2 separate regions of the Sus scrofa genome follow, and region 1 is linked to region 2. Evidence: chromatin contacts called from public Hi-C data. All regions are on one chromosome and are shown on one strand. Each heading gives the region's core, a stretch centred on a gene start, on an enhancer-like site or on the middle of the called end of the contact. The rest is flanking DNA. Distances are from core to core; before and after follow the strand shown.

Evidence for each region. Hi-C and Micro-C count contacts between places; a contact is called where the count stands out from the background.
Region 1: a contact with region 2 is called in a Hi-C map of omental adipose tissue, with 1.7 times the contacts expected there. The contact joins two enhancer-like sites. A contact is called at or near these places in 2 of 47 Hi-C or Micro-C datasets (embryonic fibroblasts and omental adipose tissue).

Annotation. Positions count from the first base shown.
Region 1 is chr15:4,472,139-4,478,720 of Sscrofa11.1, reverse strand. No RefSeq gene overlaps it. Among named protein-coding and RNA genes, the nearest start is that of ACVR2A, 220 kb to the right of the region's middle. Within about 2 kb of position 2,745, at least 19 of the 83 cell types and tissues checked have an H3K27ac peak or open chromatin away from gene starts, as enhancers often do. A contact at or near this core is called in omental adipose tissue, where this site is marked.
Region 2 is chr15:4,194,721-4,201,772 of Sscrofa11.1, reverse strand. All of the region lies in intron 4 of ACVR2A (activin A receptor type 2A), which reads left to right. Among named protein-coding and RNA genes, the nearest start is that of ACVR2A, 61 kb to the left of the region's middle. Within about 2 kb of position 5,087, at least 4 of the 83 cell types and tissues checked have an H3K27ac peak or open chromatin away from gene starts, as enhancers often do. A contact at or near this core is called in omental adipose tissue, where this site is marked.

The DNA of each region.
Region 1 (6,582 bases), core at 1,496-3,995, 280 kb before region 2:
TGTTTCCCTTTGGCTTTACAGGAACTGGTGGCTTTGGGAAAATTGAAGCTGTGGCTGCCGGCATTTGTACGTGTTGTCTGATGGGGAATAAGATGATTAGGTGGGCAAGGAATGAAGCCAATGCAAATGTTGTGGGCTGGAAAAAATGCTTAAGGAGTTTTGAAATCTTTTACAAGGCCAACTCCCCTTGTGTCCAAACTTCTACACACCCAGCATCCCTTCCTTACATAGCTCACTCCTCCATTTAGAAAGCAGAGGCCAAAAGACCAGCTCCCCTGCTAACATAGTGCTTGGAGTGGCTGAGTGTGAGGCACACTAGGGCTGAACAAAACTGAGCTTCAACAGACTGCCAGGGTCTGGTTACAGCCCCTTCACCCACTAGTTTGTTCATTTAGGTTTCAGTTGTCTACTTTGAAAAATGAGGGGGTAGGAGGCAATGGTCTAGAGACTTTTGCATGTTTGACAGCAAAATAAACCTAAACCCAAGTCCTTTTATCCATCCCTTCCTCAAAGCACTGTCTCACAGAAAGCTCATCTCTGTGCAATTCAAAATTCCAAATCTGTTAAATAAGAGCAATTTTTGATAGTCTCTATTTTGCAGATATTGATGTACAGGAAACTAATAAATGAAAGTAAGCACCTAGAAATGATAAATTATTATAAATTTGTACAATTGTCTCAAGAATCCTGGTGTTCTGCTATCTTCATTATTAATGAACTAGACAACCCTTTTTAAAACAGATAATGGTGAACAGCAAGAAGATAAATATTTCACATTTTTCATTCAGGACCTTCTCTCTACAAAGAGAAATTTCATCTTATAAATATCTCATGTTATTTATTCAATTACTTCATTGTTTACTGCTCTTTCCCACTTGCATTTATATGGGGAGGAGAGCCTAGGTTGTTTTTTTATTTTGTACTTGAAACTCAGGGTCATTCCTGCATTTTTCACTAAATAATCATACTTGCACATATCTTTTTGCCTCTTTTGGATTTTAATTTTGGAAACCGGGCAACTGCTTTTATGTTACAATAGTGGTGATTTACCACTCATAGCTCAACTCTGAAAGTGTGAGAGAGAATAGTCCTCAGGTAAAAGGTGACACCATTTTGCTGTGACAATTTCAGCCAGCCCCAATACTCACTGTTCTCCAATCCTCAAGAAATAATGCAAGGGCACTAGATGGAAATCCCATCATCACCTAAACTCTGCAAACATTCAGTCTTAATGAAATGCACTGAACACAACCAGTATCCACTACATGTTCACTAGTTAATCTGACCACTCTTGAAGCAGGTTCTAAATGAAGTGAGAGCACAATACCTTATATTTAAATTGTATGTTCCAGTTTAAGAAATGCTTTAAAACACCTAACTTGGTCCCCACATTAATCCAGTCATTAGCCCATTTGATAGATTAAGATGCTGAGAAAAGGTCACTTCACAGCTTTCTAGAAAAACTTAGAACCATCCTTCATGAGAACGGGGAGATTTTTGTAACCCTCCCAGTTCAAGCAACATTTACTTATTAAGGCAAGAAAAGTAAGCAGAGCACTGGAAGCCAATAGACCTGAATTCAAGTTCTGATTTGGCCACTTACTGGCTGAATGACCTTGGGCAAGTTACTTAACTCACCTAAGCCCAGATATTTTTCATACATTAAAAATAAAGCTAATGATAAACTACCTCTCTCGGTTGTTATAATAGTTACATAAAATAATGAAAGTAACAGGCCTTGCTTTGATGCCTGGCACTCACTAACCACTCAGAAAAGGATGCTTTATAACAAAACTACACAGTGCCACCTGCTCTTCCTAATTAACATCCCTCATACACACACCCAAATGAAATAACAAACCAAGTAAGATTCCATCTATGTCCCTACGAAGATTAAAAAAAAAAAAACATGTCACTGTATAATCAGCCACACTGTTCCTATATCTCTTATAATAATGGAATCTTTATTCCAAAGGACTTATAAAAGAATGTCTTCCTTAGACTAGATACAGAGAGGAGGGTTTGGGAAATGAGCCTCCTCCTAGGGCAATTTCCTTTGCAATTTCCTTTGCATCTTTGACCCACACAGAGAAGCTCTCTAATTCCTCTTTACCATTGATTAATGGCATGTTTTTCAGGTATGTTACATGCCTTTAACTCGTGATATCCTGAGTGAAGCGTGACAAAACCATAATCTTTGGTTTATCCATCCAGCACATTTCACTCACCTAACCTGGGAAACAGATATCATCTTTGTCAAAAGGAATTGCTTCATGCACTTGGGCAACACATGCCTGGTTTCAGGCTTCCTTCCTCCCTTCCTGTCCCTGCTCAGACACCAGGCAAATGGGATTCCTTCAGGGAGGGCTTGGATGGAATCCAATTCAAAGACATATAATTGGCAGTTTTTTCATTTTTCAAAGGCCTTTTCAATACACATACTGCTACAGTCAGACTTGCTTTCATTCTCACAAAACATTGCCTCACCTCCAAGACTGTTGCTAGGATATAGGGGATATCACAACTCCTGAATACATAGGCGGAAGGAAAAGATTTTCCTCCTCCTTACAAATGTCAGTTCAATTCTTGCTCTGCTTTTCTTCAAGGCCAAACTCAGGACAAAGAATAGGATTACTAGGATGAAGTATTCAAAATAAAAGTCCGAAGAAACCAGAGAGACCAGCGCCTGACTGGGAATGGGGGTGGAGAAAGCCTGTGGGAGAGAAAGTTTTGCTTGCTACAGTGGTCAGATGACTCACCAGATGTGGCCCAGATCCAGATTTAGCAATAGCGACTGTGTGTGTGTGTGCCTGTGTGCGTGCGTGCATGCACGTGTATGCACGTGTGTGTACACACCTGTGTGTAAAAATCACAGACAGGGGAGGGTATTGCAAATCAACCAGGGACAGAAACATTTCCTCTCCAAAGGTAGTGCCCTTTCTAAAGTCAGTAAGTCAGAGAAGAGAGCTCTAGGATTTATTAAGCTTACAGCCTTATTAATCTGCAAATATGGCAACTGAAAGGGTTAACATATTAAAGGCTTACCCACTGTGGTAGTTTTGAACACATCCATAAAATCCTATATATTTCTTCCTTCAAAAAGTGGAGCCCAACCCCCCTTCCCTTAAAGGTGGACTGCATTTAGTGACGCATTTCTAGCTAAAAGGATGTGGTAGAAGTGACAGTGATACAGAGTGGCTTCTAAGATTGGACATAAAAGGTGGTGTGGCTTCCTCCTTACTCCTTTGTGTCACCTGCTCTGAGGGAAGCTGGCTGCCATACCATGCCGTGAGGGCACTGGAGCAGCCCTGTAAATAATTTTACAAGGAGAGGAACTGGGACCTCCAGCCAACAACCATGTAGGTGAGCTGTCTTGAAAGCTGATCCTCCAACTACTGTCTAGCCTTGAGCTGACCGAAGCCCCAGCCAGGATCTTGACTGCAACTTCATGAAAGACCCCCGGCTAGAATGATCTGCCTAAGGTCCTCTCAAATTTCTGACTCAAGGAAATTATGAGATCATAAATGTTTGTTACGTTAAGCCACTCAGTATTGGGTTAGTTTGCTTTGCAGCAATAGATATCTAATAATGTCACCTTTCCTCCACAAACATATTCAGATTATCTAACCACCTAGCCACTAAGGAAATCAATCCTGGGACTAAAGTATTTTAAAGAAAAGGGAAAGTCAGATATTTTATATCCTTTTATCATTTACAGGCCAACTTATGCTAATGGAGAGGACAAGACAGGGTAAAGTGCCATGGGAAATATGACACCAGAGTCTGCGGGGTTCAAAAGGAGGGATCCAGAGAGGAACTTTGACCACTTTTCAATGTTAATCAGAAATCTGTCTCTTACTTATCACAGGTATGGGCCCACCTTCTTTTTCCACAAGATGAGACTCACCTGCACCTAGTGAGGGACATGGGAAGATGGTAATATCAGATCCCAGAGGCTGAGGCAGCCTGAAGACAACTGGATCCAGGCACTTCTGCCAGAGGGGAGCTGGAACCACAAAAGGAGAGGCAGCTTGGGAGCTGGAAACACTGGCACAGAAAGAGGGCAGAATACTCAGGTCTTTCTCTTCCTCCCATCCTCCAATTTCTTGCCCTTTTATCCCCTTGGATAAAAGGCTCTGACTAAGAGCCTGAGAAGGGCAAGGAATCAGTCTGAGAGCAAACAGGGAAACAACCGTTGCTTTTCATAATTATTTTCCAATTCATCTTTTAATGTTTGGGAGCAGATGGAAGGATAAGTCCACACAATCCTACAGTGGTTCTGGCACCACCACACCGGAAAGAGAATGCATTTTTAAAGCACTGTGAAAACCACCAAGCTGGATTGCATAAGTTCATTTTTTATGGGAAGGCCCTAAGGCATCAAAACCAGAGGTGGGAGGAAAGAATACAGTTCACAAAATGAGCTGTATTGCTCATTAGAAATGTTTTATACTTATGTTTAGATATTTAGGCCTAGTCAAAAAATGTATAAACAGAGAGCTCTTGCGGATAAGGTTTCATCGCTTGTTTGCAAGAGGAAGAGGATAGTTACACAAGGCTAGGTTTTCCAGGTAAGTCTTCACTTTCTTCATCATCTTTGTTCTCTGTGTAATCATGCAGTGCTCTGAAACATCGAGGCCCCATTACAGCAACACTAACAATCCACCTGAAAGATGGAGACAATCAAATACTCACCAACCAGCTAAGAATGTGCAGCCTTTTTTGTGGTCATAAAGTTCTAAAAGACAGGCACAATCTATTTCTCCAGTACCTAGTCAGGCACTTCACCTTCGAAAACATCAGGTTCTATCAGGTTTTACAAAATACTCTGTGAGTTAACTAGGTTTCAGTTTTAATTCTCTTTATACACATCTCCCATTCATTTATTAGAATTTTTTAAACTGCAGCCTGTGCTAAAAGCCAGGCCACAAACAATAAAAATTTTCATTAAAATATTTAAAACCCAGAACAGGAGCAATAACATCAAAACTAAATGGCTAGCAGCCTCCAATAGCAAATCTCAAGAGGCCTTTCCACCATGTAATGCTGCTGAAAGAAGCCACATTTCGCACTTTGTCCTAAAAGTTATTAAGCCTGGACTCTTGAATGGGCATGGTAAGAAGTTATTGAAAATACGGAACTGTCCAGAGAAAATGTCTGAAACCCTCTACTCCCTCCCATCTATTTTCTTTATAATGGATAGAAAGAAGATAGATAGATAGATAGATAGATAGATAGATAGATAGATAGATAGGAAGACAGACAGATGGATAGACAGATAGATAGGAAGATGAATTTACTATATGGATTTGAGCCTGCAGTAAATATGCTTAGCAAGCTAGAAGACTTGGAGGCCTAAAGAGGGTCAGAAACTATTGCTACCTCAGGAACAATAAAATTAAGTTAAGCACCAACAGATAGAGGCACCTGTGTGTGTGTGTGTGTGTGTGTGTGTGTGTGTGTGTGTGCGTGTATGCATTGCCCGTATACACTGTCATCTAACAAATCCATTAAAATTGACAGAACACTGTAAACCAGCTATAATTGGGAAAAAATCATTATATATATAAAAAAAAACTTTGTAAAGGGATAGATGGTTACTAGATTTATCATGGTGATCATCTCATAATGTAGGCAAATGTCAAATATAGCAAACCTGAAACTAACATAATACTGTCAACTATATTTCAATTAAAAATAACAACAGGAAAACAAGAATTAAATGCCTACTATACAGTAGACATAATCATGTTTTCCAAACCAAACCCAGAAAAACAAGAAAATGATTGATACACAGAATAGAATATCTGAAATGAGGACTAGTCTGGGAAACATTAGCCTTGAGTCTGAGGACAAGCCCAAAAAGCCAGCCCATGAGGCCTGAGGACATGGTTCTCTTCCAGGATTCGACCTATGAGATCCTGCCCCCATGGGCCTTTTTCCAGAAAATTCTAGAACTGTCTGAGATCCCTTTAACAGGGGTAGAGTTCTCCAATTTGCAATAAAAACCTCAAATTGCAGACACATCTGGGAAAGATAATGCTGTTACCTTGATTTCACACAAAGTCGAAATAGCCACTTTCTTGAGAGTGATTTGATGTGAGGGTTAAAGCTGAGTAATAACAGGAAGAAGAAAGAGACAAGGATCTTGTGTACCTGAAAAGGAGCTGTCCTGTAAAGGAAAAATGTAAGGCAAAGAGAATGTCTGAAATAAAATTCTCATATGTCATAGTTTAACCTAAGGTAAAACTTTTCTCACTCATTTTTACATTCATCGCCATAGGACATATATATCATAGCAACTGTCTCAGTGACCACACCCCATGAAGCCTAAAGTCAACCATTGGATGGTGACCAGAAGCAGATTTCAAAGCCTGGTATCTTGAGCTCACAGTAGCAGCAGTAGGCTCCCTGTTCTGCAATCAGGGATAGAGCACCATCAACACGAAATACACAGGACTGTTGAGAAAAAGAGGAGAGAAACCCACATTCTTTCAAACTGTTTGCTGACTTTTAAAAGAAACCTTTTTCCTGTTTTGTTTTGGGGTTTGGCGATTTCTGTTCAACAATGCACTTGTTAAG
Region 2 (7,052 bases), core at 3,838-6,337:
TTGAAGGTTATATAGTATTGTGGCACTAATACTTTTAAAAATGATATCAGTGTCTTCAGTCTTGGCACCATGACATTTTGTCTAAGTTTTGGTCTGATGAGGACTAAAGGCTTTCAGATGCTTGGAATATTGAGTTGTGCATACAAAATAATCCATCCTGTCGACCTTAATATTAAAGTAATAATAGGTTGTCATTTCATGCTGTGTCAGATGACTATCCACTGAGAAACCAAGCCATCTGTGAAAATGCCTTGTAGGATTTTCCTTTTGAACATGGGTCTATATAAAATTAATAAGATACCCATTTAAAATTAATAAGATGCTAAAGAGGTAGTATAACATTTTTCAGCCAAGTCAGTTTCGGAAAGTATGCTGCTTCCTCATTTGGGGAGGCTGCAGGGAGATGTTTACTAAATTTTATTGAATATTTAACATGCTAATATTAAGCTATACTTACGAAATAAATATTACATCTGTAGAAGCGCATCTTGAAATAGGTTGATGGCTGGAGTTTATGAACACATCTCTTGTTTTCTCTCTTTTTAAATAAATTCTCTTCTATTTAAAAATTAATTGTAGGAACTTGCTTGTTATAGCAAGACAAATTACACAGGAAGACATATGTCCAAAAAAAGGATTATTTGTTCTTCCTCTTTTTCCTTTATCACTTTTCTGAAATAACCAGTTTTAACAGGTTGGTGTGTATCCTTTGACATCTTTCTCTAATCTCATTTGAGTATATACGTTTTTCTTATTTATACACTAGAAAATGTTACTCTGCAATTGCTTTCTTTTAATTTAACAGTATACTGAGGATAGCTTTTCAGCTCAGTAGTTTTAATCTCATTCTGATGCTACGATATATTTTTAAGTGACATTTAGGGGAACTTTAATGTATGCTCAAGAAATACCAAAATTTGATGTTTTATTAGCTTAGAGTTTATGTTAGGTTTCTGCTGAGAGCTAGAACCTGCATTTCACAAATGGTGGGTGTTTGTTTTTTGTGTGACCGCACTCACAGCATGTGGAAGTTCCTAGGCCAAGAATTGAACCAAGCCACTGCAGTGACAATGCCAGATCCTTAACCCTGTGCCACAAGAGAACTCCCCACAGACAGTTTTCAGTTTTCTGATTTTAGTTTGTTTAAAATATAGTGATATAATGCTACTGTCTTACTTTTGAGCACCTTTTCTTTTTCTTCTCTCTATATGCCTAAGAAATAATACAGGGCCACTACAAACGTCTCTTGGTATGCTTATTTTTATATTGGTAACCTAAATTACAACTTGTTTTTATGTATACTTCTAAACTAATTATGGGGAGAAGTGTCATAAACTCTCCATAGACATGCAAGTTGACAAAGTATTACTCAGATTAGGTGTATATGAGTTGTTTCTCTTACAAATGCACAGACAGGCCCATTTGGAGCTGGGCTGAAATTCTGTATCCAAAAGCAAAAACGTGGGGTGAGGGGAAGCTGTATCAAAAGCTAATGCAAATTAAAGCTGCACGTTAAAATTAAAGCCCTTTATTTCTAAAAAGTGGCAGATTAAATTTTAAAATCTTGAGTTTGGTTTTAACTTTGGCCTGTGGAAGGCCCATTTTGTCAGCTTACAAATGGGACTGATGCATATAGACCAGAGCGCATAGTTTCTCCTTTTTCTTGTTTGGCAAGGAGATGGTAGATAGGAAGAAGTGAGTTTGCTTTTCTCTGTGTTTTTTATTTCCTGGACCTCGTCCTAGATCTGTTCCTTTATTCCTAGCTACTTTGTTGCTGCCAAACCTTTTTCTACTAATTTGAGATAATAAAAACGAAGAAATCCATTTGTTAGTGAAAGCTGCTTGTATCAGATAGGCTTGGAGGTGTTCAAGTTGGTTGATTTGTTTTATTTTTGCATAACTTTTCACCTACTGCTTAAATGCCTATTGTATGCCAGGCACCATGCTGGGTGTATAATGTTGATGTATAATGTTAAGGTTCAGGGACAGTCCTTGCTGGCCCTTTTGGAGCCCACAGTTAACATGTAGATGTATTAAAAATAGGTTGGTTGATTAGTTGTTTGACTTTTGCAGCTTGGAAAGAAAGGGTAAAGCGAGTTGCTTCAACAATTTTAGGCAAAGATGGAGAAAAGGAGGAGAAATGTTTGATTCCAGGTCTGTAGTGGTTGGGAGAAGAGCCATATCTGGGGTGCTTGGCGAATGTTACGTGCTCAGTAAGTATTAGCTGTTAATTGCCAACAAGCTCGAAATTGTACTCCAGAGGAATAATTTTTTGAAGCCATTGATTTCATTATCAAAATTGATTTATTGAAATCATTTTATTTGAAATTAATTTTGTATAGTAAAAAATTTCATTTTTGAATATTCTGTGCAGCACTATGCATAGCACTTTACACATATTAACTCATGTAATCTTTCTATTAATACCCAATGATATGGGTTCTGTTTTATTAAGTCCATTTTATAGACAAAAAAATCAAGACACAAATACGTACTGTGACTTAGCCTAGAGTCAGTGTGCTGAATGGTAAAGCCTGAGCATTTATGTCCAAGGATTGTTGTCCATTGAAGTAATCTTAATTGAATGGGTTATTTCAATAAATAATTAGGTCAGGTCCATAAAAAACTAAAGTAAGATAAAGGGAGGGATCTGAGTACATATATTTCATTTAAAGTAGCTTTTGTAGTGACTGTGTATATAGCCTTGCAGATGAACATAACCATTTCACCACATCACAATTTATTAATTATAGCATCATCTTTTTCTTTTTTTCAGTTCTACTTGAAGAATACAAATGCTAAATAAAAATGAAATTTCTTCTATACCCAGTAATAGACCTGATGCCTCTGAGCAGCAGCCAAAAGAATGGGCATTCCTATTATCTCTTTCAGACTTGTAGCCCTAGTGCTGACTATCCTGAGAAGCTAATCACTTAGGGAACTTATTTACCTTGGTCTGTCTTTGCTTTCCTTCCATGAGGAGTTAGATGAGGGAAACTCTGGGTAGTAGGAGTTGATATATCACACAGGAATTTTGAAGATCTAATTGGATAGAATCATGGCTGTGCATTTGACAGTCAGTATCAACGTTATTGAACCTGTTAATGTATACTCTCTTGCTGTCCCTAGCTCAGAAACATTTGTCCTGATAACACATATTCTTTCTTTGCACATTTTATTTCTTTCTGCTTGGTAATTGTCTTTTTAAAAATTAGCAATTGTAGCGAGTTTCCCTTGAGGCTCAGTGAGTTAAGAACCTGACATCATGTCCATGAGGATGCAGGTTCGATCCCTGGCCTTGCTCAGTGGGTTAAGGATCCGGTGTTGCCACAAGCTGTGGTGTAGTTCAGAGATGTGGCTCTGATCTGCTGTGGCTGTGGCTGTGGTGTAGGCCTGCAGCTGTAACTCATATTTGAACCCTAGCCTAGGAACTTCCATATGCCACAGGTGTGTCCCTAAAAAGGAAAAAAAAGGAAAAGAAAAAAAAATTAGCAACTGTAAAATTTCTTAGAAAGTATAATAATTGGATGATTAAGGGGAGACATTTAGAATTTGTCAGTTTTCAAATACTTTGGGTGGGGAAGGGGGTGCTTATTTCTTCTTGATCATCCTAAGAAGTTGAATAAGGTATTAAAAATTTGTATATAAATGTCTTGAAATGGTTTAAATAGAGAAAATTTATAGTAAATATCATATATATATTTATAGCATATAGACTCCTTATTTCTAGAAAAATTTCTTTGTATTCTAGTTCTGTATATCTAACTGCTTACTAAATATCTCCTATTAGATGTCTCTGAGCGCTAACATACAAGGGTAATGATGATCTCTCTCAAACCTGATTCTCAGTAAATGGAACCAGTAACCATTTGGTTGTACAAGTCAGAAATCTGGGGTGTATATCCCAGTACTGTTTTTCATACCTATGCTGCCTTATTCCATTTCTCAAGGATTCTCTCCTTAGGAAAACCTCTTATTTACCTGTCCAGTATAAGTTAGGTTTTTCCTTACAGGTGCTCATGGTAACTAAATTCCTTTTCTTTGCTCTCATTTTATAATTATGCATTCATTTGATTAGTCTTTCTTCCCCACAATATAGTAAACATCATGAGAGTCTAGGTAGTCAGTGTCTGGTACAAACTAGGTGCTCAGTAAAGATTTGTTGAATGAATATGAGTATTCATTCCTTTCTGATGTTTGTCAATAGTTATTTTTTTTTTCCCCTTAAGGAATAAGCAGCAAGTGTCTTTCTCATCGAGCAATCTAATTACTTGACATTAGTGTGCTGATTTGGTTTTTACTCTTATCTCCAGTCACAGTGCATGATATTCAAGTTTTATTTTCGAAGTTGTGAATCTAAGACTATTTTGGTTACTTTTTATCTGTTTGTGTATTTGGTGAATTAATTTTTTTTGGATTATGTTTTGACTCATGTTTTGTAACTTAAGTTTATGCATTGGGACCTGTTGTTGATGTCTGTGGCTTGAATCATTCTATAGCTTATTCTAATATTCGTTTACTGAAAAGTATATTGAGCAAAATACACTTTTTAGTAAGATGCATGAAACAGCAGCTACTTGCACAGTGTTATTACAGTGGCATCTTGATCTCTGAAAGCACCAGTATGAAAAGAAAATCTGAGAGATGTTTAAGCTTTGGGAAGCTATAGTCTAGTTACTCACTTGGCATGTATTTCTTTCAAGAGAGGAATTTTACTTTGGAGTACTGATAAGATGTTTTGATACTAGGATTAGCTAAACCTTTTAGATGAATTAGAAATAGTCCTGAATCTTTACGGGAGAAGATCAAGAGGCAAAAAAAAAAAAAAAAAAAAAACCCAAACAAACAAACAAACAAACTAAGCAACTGGTACATAAAAATGAGTGGTCAAATCTTTTTCATCATTGCTATTGTTCTCTGTAGAAATACTGAAAACTGAGAAATAAGTGCTTGGAGGTATTCGAAGCTTTTACTGGTTTAAATTAGTGCTTTTGCCTCTTTGGGGATGACTGGGGGAATGAAAATCTAGTTCTTTATCAGTATAGGGGTCCTGAGCTTGAAAATTATGTATAGATACTTGCTTGAGTTCTTCACTCTGGTTGTGGCTGGGGAAGCAGGTCTGATATGTCACTGTTTTCTATTCAATTCTGATCTTATTCTTCCCGTGTCCTAGTGTATTATTTGTATTTCACACACTCACAGAGGCACCAGAAACATTTTTCTGTCTCACTGTAAGCAGTCTCCTGTCTTTCATGAGAGTAAAACCTTTCAGGAAGTTGGAGATTCTAGATTATTACATCAACTGTCAGTGATCTGAGAAAACTTTCTGTGTAAAAATTTCTTGTGCTGCTTCTACAGTTTTTGTTAAAGACAATACTGCCCTCTGGTGTCCAGAATCCAATTTCAATGCGTAGATTTTCAAACTGCTTTTTTTTACTCTTATAGTTTAGACCCCAGAATTCCTTAGAAAATTAAGTAACAGTTATTTAAAGATTTGTTTTAGTTTATTCCCTGGCTTGAAATCCATTGGATCAGGTAACTTGGGGTCATACTATAGACATCAATATAACAATACTTCTTATCTGATAGATAATATCCAAGATTTTTTTAAATATATTACTTTCCTCTGTTTATAAGGAAAGTGTTCTTAATTCTCATTTGAAAAATATGATACATTCAATCATTGACAACTTTTAAAAAGCTAAATCATTATTCTCTTTCCTTCACTTTTGTAATTTGTGTCATTTTTCATTTCATTCCGGATATAAATCGTAATTTCTTTTGCCTGTGTTTTTTCTTCACAAGCACGCCTTTCATATAATGATAGAGGTAAGATTCATTGATATTTATTTTATGGTTGTGGAACTTTTTGTGGATGCATACAAAACATTTTTTTCTTAGATTTTTGTTGTTGTTGCTTTATTGTGCATCCTTTATAGTTTATAAATTTATGTTATAGTTTTTCCCGCCGCTTTTAGTATTAAAAACTTGATTGATTTGCCACAGTAATAGTTTTTGGTCCTAAAGTATTGTTAACAGTGTTTATACTTATCTAAGGTGAAATGTAGAAACAACTGTTTTAGCTGGTTAGATGTTAACACATAATGGATATATTTTTAGCTTTGAAAACCTTATATTGGTTATTTTTATAGTATGTCATTAGCTTAAATGCCAGCATGTACTCATTTTTAACAGGGGCTGACTTTCAGGTCGAACACATTATCTTTCAATGCGAAATCTATATTTTCAGGTAGTTTTTTTCATCTTTAGCATCTTGAACAAGTGGACTAGCTAGAGAAGTGGTAACTTGATCTTTTGCTGTCTGCAAATTTAAGGCTTTATTTAGATTTAGAACTCACTTTTCATTTGGAGAAGTCAGGATAAGTAAAATGATCGCAGACTGCTTTACATCTCTTCATTTCTAGTCGTTTATTCCACTATTGGTTATAGTAATGATCCTGAGTAGTGGTGTTGGAGTGGGGGACACTTTTTCCAGCTATTGTCCTTTGTTGCTTCTCAACATGATGTCTTCTGATGCTGTAATTTTCATATATAAACAAGAAGAGATGTAATCAAAGCCATGTTCTAGTGCATATCTTTTTAACTGTGCAAAATAGCATGGACACTGCAAGAAAACTGGAACTTAGTAAATGTTTTCAGGAATTTTATAGTCCTTATAGTTGCCCCTCTAAAAGTGGTTTTTCTTTGTAGCAGGACAGAGCCATGTTTTATGGGTAACATCAGAATGTTGTCATTATGAGGTTTAAGTCAAATTTGTCTCCCCAGGTGTTCATGTATTTTAAAGGTATAAATCTTCATTCCTAGAAACAAAAATTGAGTTTTTAGTAAATACATTAGTAAAATGGTGCTAATAAACTGGAAATCATTTCTAATATTCTTGGATTATTGGATAAGTAAAAGCTAGATATGAGAAAGGCTGTTAAAGCTTCCTATAAATGAAGTGAAGGGCTGAAAAGTATGAAGTAGGAGAATATTCTAATAATTTTTTATTAAAAAATCAAAAAAGTATATTGAAAGCTATAATGATATAG